Linked DNA regions of Sparus aurata: region 2 is linked to region 1. The links are chromatin contacts, called in public Hi-C maps. All regions are on one chromosome and are shown on one strand. Each heading gives the region's core, a stretch centred on a gene start, on an enhancer-like site or on the middle of the called end of the contact. The rest is flanking DNA. Distances are from core to core; before and after follow the strand shown.

Region 1 (6,015 bases), core at 2,261-4,760:
TAAAACAACAAACAAAAGAACTCTGGTTTCTGTGTTTCTGTGCGTTCAATGACTTTGCGCCTCAATTCGGGCACGGCAATTGGTGTTTGTCGTCCGTCCATACGAATTAGTCATATCAGTGTGCCAGAAAGGTGTTACATCAAAGGGGAGGAAAGTGTCAAAAAACAGTAAATAAACAAATAAATAGATAAATAATTAAAAACAAAGAGTTCTGCAGTTATTTTTAGTAAAAACCCAACGTAACTGCAATGTTGACCATGAGGAGATCCTCACGGCAATGTATCCAATATGTTTTCCCCCGCAGTGCTTCAACCTAATGGCCACTGGAAGATGAGAGTCTCCTGATGGGCCCACTGAAGGCTGCTTGTGATAAAATGGAACTTGTGACTTTAGCCGTCTGGTTGTGCCTTGTGCTGTAGAGCCATTTTGAGGAGATCCTGCTTCGTGACTCTTATGACGGGTTGTGTAAGCAATGCGTATACTATAACCAGGACACTGAAGCACCAGATGAATCATTGCTCATGACGAGTGTGAGGAAAAACACGGCGTGTTGACTATGTGAGAAGAAGATGTGTTTTATCAATTTTTTACCAATTTTAGCCGGAGAACAAAGCAGCACAAATAAGTAATTTGCACCAGTTCAGATGACCACTTCATAATGTAATGTGTTGCTGCCAAGGCTGCAATGAATGATTATTGTCATTATGGATAAATCTGCTGATGACTTTCACAATTATTAGTCTAAAAAAATTTAGACTCATCACAATTTCCCACAGCCCAAGGTGATGTCTTTAGACAGTCCCAAACCCAAAACTCTCCTTTTAATATCATAAATGATAGAAAAAAAAGCAGCAAATCCACACATTTAAGAAGCAGGAACCAGCAAATGTTTTATATTTATGCTCTTTAGAAAATGACTGAAACCACACATCAGTTATCAGAACACTTCACTGAAGCGTTGCAGCTCTAGTTTTGCTGGACTGACTCAGAAAGAGCAGTAAATGGTTTTCCATTTGCGTTACGATTGCATAAGAAAATCAATTTCCCAGCACTTTTCCAAGTTTAAATGACGATGTCTTTGTGTCTGCAGACGTGCACCGCAAACAGGAATAATATTACAAGTGTTCATTTGTCAAGTCAAAGGCAGGTTAACAGATTGGGTTGGACCCCCGTTATTATCATTACGACAACAGATGTGATGGCCTTTAGCTGCACGGCCAAAGAGGACAGCTGTGTATTCCATCACAGCTGGAGCCAACGACAGCAGACGAGACAATCAGCCTTTAGGACAACCATGTGATGAAGCGGCGTCCTGGTAATTACACAAAACTCGCAGAAACTACTTAATCAGGCGGATCGGGCAAGATAAGGATCGATCGACTTCTGGAGAGGCTGCTGGAGCTCTGATGATGGCCATATTTCATCCTCGGCTTAATGTTAGTGGCAACACACTTATTCGGAGTTGAACTGGTTACCCATGGCAGTGGCAGCTCGTGTCACACCATAAACCGGATTAAATGGTGTGCGCATCCTTTACGGCACGGTAAAAACACTCCAGCTGGAACATCTGTCGTTTGGGTTCAGGCAACACTGGAATGAATCACCCGAAGATTACCCGCCTAAACGCACACAGTCACAAAATGAGGTGCACCTCTTACAGCATCACATTCCACCGTTGTGTGACATTAAAAATCAAGTTAATACATTCACAACTGAGCCGAGCACTGAGTGTATCACGAAATAGAGCTTCTTATTTGCATGTTAAAACACCACAGCAAGCAGCAGCAGCAGCACTGCTGGATCATGAAGCTGCTTTCTGTGTCACTGTGACCTGAGGGGAACTTCAGCCTGCAGATGCTCCTCACACAAACAATGACCAGAATCGTGCGCCAAATTTGCATCTCAGTCATTCAGCCACAAAGACATTGTGGCACGTGTGTAATCTGGTTGCAGCAAGGGCATCATTTACTGCGAGGAGCACAAAGGTGACACCCCCATGTGTGACTGTGGTGTGAGGTGTTCCATCCAGATACACAATCACAGGAAGAAAAGAAAAAAAACAAAACACTCAGTACAACAGATCCACGGTTTGTCCTTCACTACCTCCAACAAATCACATGATCCCCTCTGCTGCTGCTGCTGCACGCTATCTTACAGTAAACCGCACTACTGCTCTCCAACACAAAGAGTAGTGGATCTGTCAGAGACACAGCAGCAGCAGCAGCTCCACCCCGCGGTGACGGCGGCTCAACGTGCCCTTTGGCGCAAAACCCGTGAGCGCATCATTGACAACTTTGCAATAATCGATTACACATTAAAACATACATGTAAAAAGACAACAACAGCGAATCCAACAAAAACTTGAAACTCTCCATCACACAAAGGTCTGAGATCAGCAAAATCCAAGAGGAACTTCACCTACCTCCTCCACTGTGAGAGGCATGCAGATGCGGTACTCCTTCATCAACATAGTCCCCGCACAAAGGTGATGGCAGCACGGAGGAGGGTGGAGGTTCACGGGGCTCTTCGTTTCTTCGCGGTGTTTCTTCTTTAACGACTTCGGCTATTTAATTGAATTCATTTGTCCAATCAGAACGAGAGATGACTGAGATCCACAAATCCCCCTAAACGCGCCCTCAATTCTGCATCACCTCGGCTCTGCCTACGTGAGTCTCCACACACACGCGCACACACAGATCCAGAAGTACAACAGGGTCTTGTGAGGTTTACAACAACCCTGCTGTCAAAACTCACAGTTTCCAGTTTTTGCACCAGCGCTGTTAATTATGTCGAGAAAAAAGTGTGAAAGAGATCAACACCAAAAACTCCGGGACAAGTCGCTCCAAACAGCAGCCGCAGCGTCCCGGACCAGAACCGAGCTCCTCCTCGTCTCCTCGCTTCTTCAAGCTCTTCGCCTCACTTGACAAAAAATAAGGAACACTTCAGCCAATGTAAACCAGCGTGCCTCCTGCTCCCGTGAGTTTGCCCTGAGAGCTCCGTGGAGGGATGCGCAGCCGTGTGGAGGAGCTGCGTCAAGCGAGAGGAGAGAGAGAGAGAGAGAGGGACCGGAAGTGAGAGGAGCTGACTGTCAGTGTAAAAGCATCACAATTAAAAACGCCCGCACCGTTCATCCACTGTGTAATGAGTATAAGTAGTAGTTAAGACGTGTTGTAGCTCATCGGTCGGGACGCTATCGACCGATTCGATTCAGTGTCGGCTCTTTCATCATCAGACACTTAATGGGAATTTATTTTCTTTAAATAGGTGACCGGAGGTCCTGCGTGGTGTTCTGGCTCACAGGCAGCTCAGGGTATTCGTGATGTTAATTCATAAAAACAAGATGCTTACATATAGCTATGTTAACTCATTACTGTATATAGGAAACACATCTTGTACTTTAGAAGGTCTATAATGATACAAAGAAGGTATATACAGTTTCATTAAAGGGCAACTCCATCAATTTTACTCACTGAAGTCTGCTTGCAGCTCTGGGGGAGCATAAAGCCTTTTGTTGCTCCAGAGGAAGCTGAATGCAATCTGATAGAGTGCCTTTAATGATGTCACTCAGAGGCTAAGTTGCATTGTGGGTAATGTAGGCAGCAGGTTTTGAAAATGAAGAATAGATAAGGTGGGGTCTCTGGTTCTGCTGTATGAGGGTTTAAACTGAGTGTTGTCATACCAGACATCATGAAAGACTTAGCCAGCTAGATATATTAAGATATGTTGAATATTTAAATACCACTTCCGAATAGTATCTACAATAAAGGATTTATAAGTTGCAACAAATGACTTTGTTGATGATTAATAAGTCATTTTATAATGATCAGTTGTGGTTGCGAAAACCCTCATAAATATTCATTAACTAAATCATTGATTAAAGATTGTTTTTATTCTGATTAAAGAACATTTTATTGTTTATAACTCATTACAAAGGTTCATTACAAAATTATACTGTTTTGGAAAATATATTGTGTGTGCTATGTTCTGTCCATCCTTCAGATGAACGTCAGGTTTTACAGTTCTATGACAATAACACACACACATCATAATATGTATATATTAAATGTTCATATTGAACTTTCTTTGTCCCAGGGCATTTTGTTAACACCACTCATAAACACCAGAAGTACGATATGCAGTACGCTTCTCCACCAGCAGATGTCACCAGAGACCTTTATTTCAGAGATGAGGTGAAGAGGGGCACTGACATCACACTGACCTGGAGAGGAGGGGGCATTTTTACTTGTCTCGCAGAAAGAAAGAAAGAAAGAAAGAAGGAAAGAAAGAAAGCAAGAACTTTCACACATTCTTCTACATGAGGCCTTCTTCTACTTAGACCATTGGGAGCAGAATACAGTCAATAACTTTGATAACTTCATGTGTTATCTGCAGGAATGGTCAAAAGCAGGTGTGTTTTTCATTTTGTGTAATTTAAATTGTGTTCGTCCAAATGACTGAAACATGGTATTGCATTGTTATACTATGTATAATATATCATTCATAACATAGAAAAAGAAAGTTTAATCTTTATACCAACAGCATTTTGAACAGTTCAGTCCTTCTTCCTTTCATGTAATTAACACTGGATTAAGTATATCATTAGTTTAGTATAAATCAAGCAGCAGTGGATGTCAGTGTTTTGGCTGGTTGGATTCAGAGTCTTTGGCTTAAACCTCTCCATCTGCATTGTAAAGAAAGGAATCAAAAGTTCCCATGTCTCAACTCAAGAGGGTGCAATTCTGTATCTAAAATACATTTCTTACACTATTAATAACGTCACAGAGAAGACAGTGCAGAGGCATCAGCACGAACACACGATCAGATTTATGTGCACAAACGTCCACAAATAGCAAGGTCTGCCAAAACCAGAACACATTCAGTTTACTGTCAAAGAGGAGTAAAGTAAACAGCAAATCTTCATGTTTATGAAGCTGGAATCAGAGAATATTCACTTTTTTTTCTCAAAAAAAAAAAGAATAATACTCAAACCAAATAATCGACTTTTAAAAATAGTTGGTGAAATAATTCAATAGTTGACTGATAGCTGATTTGCAGAGGATTCTAACATGTTAAAGCTTCCAGTTTCCAGAGAATATTGTGTGGCAGCAGGTAGATAACTGTAATAACTCATAAAATATATAATATATTTTTAATAAACTCTTTCATTTCAGCTCAGCTTCAGTACATACACTACACACAATACTATACCCATTTTACTACAGACACAATACACACACACACACACACACACACACACACAAACACACACACACACACACACACACACACACACACTCGCAAGACAACTAAAGCAGTGTTTGTTCCAAGTTGCCACAAGACATTACGCTAAGCTGTTTGTGGTGTCAAACTGATGACGTCTGCTACAGTACCCACATGTATCTGCTCACACACACACACACACACACACACACACACACACACAGACAGACACACAAAACTGTTTATTCCAGCCGGTATGAGAGTGTCGGCAGGGAGGAGAAACTGTTGCTAAGAGACCTGGCTTCCTCGCCTCTTGCCGCTCAGCATCATTAGTTGGCCTTTACTGTCACTTTTCTAACCTCTCGGTCGAGTCGGTCCACTGTTACAGTGGAGGAAAGAGCTTGTTTCTCTGCCCGTTCGATAGCGGGGGGTTGAGCTTGAGCCAAAATTAGTAAGGGGTATATTGGAGCCATCGGTCAGACGACAGAAAACACAGGCGTTAGAAGGGCGTAGCAGGCCAGCTTAATAATGGCATTACATTCAGGTGAATAGGCTGGGAGGGAGGGTCTGGTGGTGGCAGGGATGGATGTCTTTAGATGCCTCATTTGTGTGAAAACTGAATTTCTTGCCAGTCTAGAAGAACACCATTCTAACCCAAGTTAAACACGAAGCCGGCGGTTTTCAAAATGAAGCTATTCAGTGTGCACATCAAGGATTTCGGTTCAACTAGCTCAGAACTTCTTTGATCCTCCTGTTGCTTGGTGGAAAAATTTGTCCGTGGGTTGTTCTGCTTTT
Region 2 (5,226 bases), core at 1,206-3,705, 140 kb after region 1:
GGTCGGTGGGCAGCAGCGTGTCGGTGAAGCTGTCCACTGGGTTCCACCTCTGCAAACACACACACATACAGAGCACTTGATCACTGGCGACACACAGCGTCTGCATCTAGAGTGCTTGGACTTAGGCCGACCTGGTTCTCGTAGGTCTCCTCCCTGTAGCGGATGGGGGTCTCGCTGGGCATCATGTTGAGGTAAACACGGTGGTCGCAGCCGATGCCCCAGCAGCGGCCTTTCCCCGCGGAGACGCGCTTCAGCTCCAGCAGCAGGTCGTCTGCACGCTCCCACCTCTGGCCAGCTGTGGACAGGCTGTATACCCGGCCGTACACGTCCACGGCCCACAGCAGCGTGATGGGCATGATGGCCCCTGAGCAGAGACAGAGACAGAGACAGCACTCAGCTTTCCAGGCTGTCTAGTTTTTACTTTATGACTTGGTATGCTTCGGCTTTATTGATATGCTGAGGAGTTATGATCATGGGGAAAGGCTACATTTGCATTTAGATTCATTCTTTAACATTTATTCTGCCTCTCTGGTAGCTTGAATCACCTTAATAAGAAATAAGACTTGAGGCATATGAGAAATATGTGATGAGATATGTCATATTATATAGACTTTGTTGCATTTTATTGTTTCATTGATTAATTGATTTAATCATAACATGCTATGGTGCTAGATGTAAGCAAACATGACAGACCCTCACAAATTTCACATTATAGTGACTTTAATACTTTTTTTAGGCTTAGAGCAAACTGTTGCACACCTTTTGGATTAACAGGGTTGACGAAATCAGAACAAAAAACGCATGCACACTGTTCACCTCACTCCCAATTCAGAAGAAAATCACAACAACATTTCTGCACAAAGACCTTCAGTTTTTATGACCTACATATTTGTATCTTGTCTAATTCACAAGAGTTTTCATTCAGTAACTTGACTTTATTGCTCCAGGTGTGATTCATAGTCTATGAGTGATGTCGGTCTGCCCTGGTTTTAAAAACAAATGATCTAAATCAATACAACAGACCCAGAGATATCAAAATGTATCCTTTTTAAAACCTGGAGCCTACATTACCCATGATGCAATTAAGCCACTGAGTGACATCACTGAAGGCAAACTATCAATTAACTTGCAGGTTCCTCTAGAGAAACAAAAGGCTTTATACAATTTTTCTTCACATAAGCATTAGGCCTACTTTCAAACTTTCAAACTTCAAACTTCAAAATGAAAATGAAAGAGCCACTGACTGCACTGTGGGCTTTTATTGTATGCAGCAAAGGAATCCTGCATGCCTCTCCTGCTCTGGTAAATATAAGAAATATAGGCCCAACCAGGTGCATCATGGTCCTACACCTATTCTTCTACCTATATAACCTAGGGTACCCACAGTGTTATCCAAATTAACAAGTCTCCAAGACCTGCAAACACATTTTATTGTGAAAATTTTGGGGGGAAAAATAGTATAATCCTTAAATTTTTTATTCATTAAACATTTAAGCTAATTTTTTTTCACTTGGATTGTTTTGTTTTGTTTCCTCAAGTGACCATCACAGCGTGGCCATGCTGTTTTATTTTGAAATGTATGACCGGAAGTCTTGCTGTCATTCTCACCGAGTGCCTTGACACTTGCTTTATCGACTGATACTAATCCGCTACGATATTGACTGTCACTGTGCCACACACCCACAGGCCTTCACCCCGTCTTCTTTAAACAAATGGACGGTCACGTCACACATTCAGCCGCTTGAACTTTATTCTCCAAATTCAAATAGACGGAAATGGTGCGTTTAAAGACACAGAAATAAACCCTGGAGCAAATAAAGCCCATCACATTACATCGTTTCTGACAGAATGCATTTTCATGGACTAAACTTAATGTCTGCTATTTGTTGCACTGGAGCTTTTCCGCACACACAAACACACACTCAGAGGCCTGCAGTAAATCCAGGGTGAATACACACCAACAGCAGCAGCCTACCTGAATATTGCTATCCGATCCGCGGTTGTCAAGGGAATATCAACAGACGCGTCATGACATCAGGTGCAACAGCCGATACCTCCCGTCTCCGAGGCCCATGCTAGGACACATTCAACATGTTTGGATCCACGTTAGATGACAGCAGGAGGAGGAAGAGGAGGAGGAGGAGGAGGAGGAGGAGTGAGAAAACACGCTCTGCATCGTAATAACACAGACAGCTGATATGGATGCCGCAAAGTCGGCTATAATCTGTTTACAGGTCGGGGCTGCAGTTAGCGGCCACACACTCACTCTCTCTCTCACACACACGGCTGTTTACTTACACCTGAGGCCGTGTCGGGAACAACACCTCCGCCGTGGAGGACAGGACTCATTCGTGGTGTTTTAATTCACATAGTGGAGCACAGGAACGCTCCGTCCGACTCCCGGATCCACAACAGGAAGTGGATGAAAGTGGCGCTCCCATTGGTCGAAGCTCTGGGACCTCGCTCTCCCATTGGTGGAACGCAGGAGCCCCTCTGGTGTGGCTGTGTTTTTCTTTTTTTTTTCTTTTTCTTTCCGACGCCTCGGCTGATTGACGCGCATATTTCAATAATTCATTCAGCGCCAGATGAATTATTGAAGCGTAAGGTTTGGTTTTACGTGTTTGGATACAGTATATTTAATGCAGAGAGAAGCTGGGAGGATGGAAACAGTGGAGCGGTGCGGAAAGAAACTTTCATTCATGGTCAACTTGCCTCAGTAACGTTTATGTTTGGTGGGGAAATGATATTATGCTGCTTTTGTGTTGTTCAGAGTGTAAAACACGAAGTTAGACATGATCCACCTGAGCAGCAGGTTTTCATTGAAGCACACCGCTGACCTCATCTTGTATAATTGTTAATCAGGAGTTGGTTTAAGTAGCAGCAACGACTATGTTATACAAGTAGTAGATAATTGTATAACATAGCTAACTATGTGAGTACAAGTAGTAGCTAATAAAATGGGCACTTTGTAGGTTTGGACAAGAAATTCAAGCTTAGAATTGTAATATATACTGTATGAGGTAATAATACAAACTCAGAAATATTGGGGTTTTTCCACAAATGAATAAACAAGCTGTTTTAGGAAAATAAGGTCCCAGGACACTGATTGAAGCTAATAAGGTGGCAGGGTCCGCCACATATAAAAAAAAAGTAAAACAGTATGAAACTGTGTTGTACTACTTTGTAGTTATTTTGTTTATTCAATCCTGAAAACAAGAGTTTGTTTATTTTGTTTGTTTAGGCATAAAAGAGATCTTTCTCATCTGATTCAAATGTATTCCCTAAAACTACAGAGTTCACCTTTTAAGTGATGCATTCATAATGAGAAGAAAAAGCAAGCATCACAACTAGCCTACTTACCGTCACATATTATATATTATCAGGTAATGTTAATACTGATGCATCAGTGTGTTACTGTCATTATATGCTATGCTTATGTACTGTATATAGAGTTTACATGCAGCTCAGTGGAGTAACAGTCCAACTTTGGGTTGGAGCCCCCTGCAAAGAGTCATAAGATAAATCTGGGAGGTCAATTTTTTTTCATAGTTTTGACTTTTCTTTTAATCTATTTGTTAAATTTAAGATTATTTGACCTATTTGGGTCTCAAACAGTTATTCAAATGACACCATCTGAGACTTTCAGTATATTGCCCAAATTTCTTTGGTTGTAAACATACAAGGAATTTCACTCTGGATTTTTGTTTTGTTTTTGTTTTTGTTTTTTTGCTGAGTAGACATACAGCTAAGAACCAGGACAACAAAGAGGAACAAGGTTACTATATATATTGTTGTATAGTTCATATGCATAGACATCTGAAACATGATAGGATGCCCTGACCAGACACTGCTGCATGTGAAAAGAAGGGAGACCACAGGTTTAAATACCCAATAAATAAATAAAGATGAGTACAAGCTATTCCCCCCGAAATACGGTGCAGTAAAAATGGTATAAAATTAAAAGTTAAGTACTAGTGCCTCAAAATTGCCCCCACTATTCCCTTGTTGTGATTTAGAAGACTTCAGATACTGAAGACAAAACCCCTCTTAAAAAGGTGCAACATGTCAGAATCTTAGTTGAAAACTTTTAAAAAATTAACATACATTTTCAGCAGGAAGTTAAGACATAACAGTTACGACACTGTGCAACTTGTGTGTTGCAGAAATATTTACTGGTGTGAGCATGCTAATCACCTAGCCCCAATGCTCCTGTACGAGTGATGTAAACACTAACACATCCTGAACTTCCGGTCTGAACCGCTAGCTGCACGGCTAACGGCAGCTAAAATGTATTCGCAGTTAATGGTTATTTGTTTTGAGTATAAATTCAACAGGTGACTACTTCTGACTTGTTGCACCTTAAAATAAATTATAAGTTAGGTTTTAATATCTTTTAAGAGCTTCAAAGCGTCACAGGTTTACAGTTCTATGTATGTTTTCTCATCAAGTTATGGCCTGATACTAACAGGAAAGCTGAAATATTGAATTAAGATGCCCCTTTAAAGTGTTTCATATAGATCGTTTTGTTCTTTGATTTTTGGAAAATCCTGTTTATCCTTCCAAAAACCTGCTGCAACCCTCTCCTCTGATTAAATCAGAGGATGTGAGACCAATATTATGCAACGCAAGGGAGGCCCACTCATAATCAGGACAGCAATTATGTAAGTTTCTGTAAGTATAAACCATTTAATGAGAGGCTCTATGAGCCATAAATCATACTTGGTCTCACAAATAACATGATAATCTCATATGTGCACCACCTGAGACGCAGCATGGACATACAGTGACTGCACCACGTACTCAGGCCTGTCATTATAATAGGTGGAGTGCTCTGAGGTGGAGCAGCTGGCTCTGCAGTGCTCAGCCTGCAGCCTTTTATTATCGTGAGCTGTCGCTTTAAGAAGCCTTTGAGTGCGCAGAGGCGCTACAGCAGCTCATCACATGACTCTTCTCTTGTGACAATCCAGACAGAAAGGAAAAGCCTCTCTGACTTCCAGCTGAGTTACAAGGTGCTGCGATGACAGATGACTGTTGTTTTGGTGCTACAGGACCAATTGAGCGGAGGGAAATGGAGTTAAGTTAACCATTACCAGACTAAATCGGCCTCGTTCCTGTCTCTGAAGCTGACGCTCGGGGAAAGATTTGGGGTTGTTGCGCCGACGGGGACAAAGTTGGCGCATGGAGAGGGACGAAGTTTCATTTTGGCGCAGCGTCTTTTCTTTATTT

What was found. A called contact is a pair of places that touch in the nucleus more often than the background predicts.
Region 2: a contact with region 1 is called in a Hi-C map of skeletal muscle, with 10 times the contacts expected there. The contact joins the promoter of tecpr1b here to the promoter of LOC115575537 in region 1. A contact is called at or near these places in 2 of 2 Hi-C or Micro-C datasets (skeletal muscle and an unstated tissue).

The regions. Positions count from the first base shown.
Region 1 is chr23:14,980,897-14,986,911 of fSpaAur1.1, forward strand. LOC115575537 (cytoplasmic phosphatidylinositol transfer protein 1-like) reads right to left here and starts at 3,511. Exons shown (of 10, transcript XM_030407703.1): 1 at 3,471-3,511; 2 at 2,423-3,027. The coding sequence starts at 2,470.
Region 2 is chr23:15,122,185-15,127,410 of fSpaAur1.1, forward strand. It overlaps tecpr1b (tectonin beta-propeller repeat containing 1b), which reads right to left and starts at 2,456. Exons shown (of 26, transcript XM_030407756.1): 1 at 2,299-2,456; 2 at 1,976-2,075; 3 at 132-364; 4 at 1-49. The coding sequence starts at 356. bri3 (brain protein I3) reads left to right here and starts at 4,907. Exons shown (of 3, transcript XM_030407758.1): 1 at 4,907-5,226.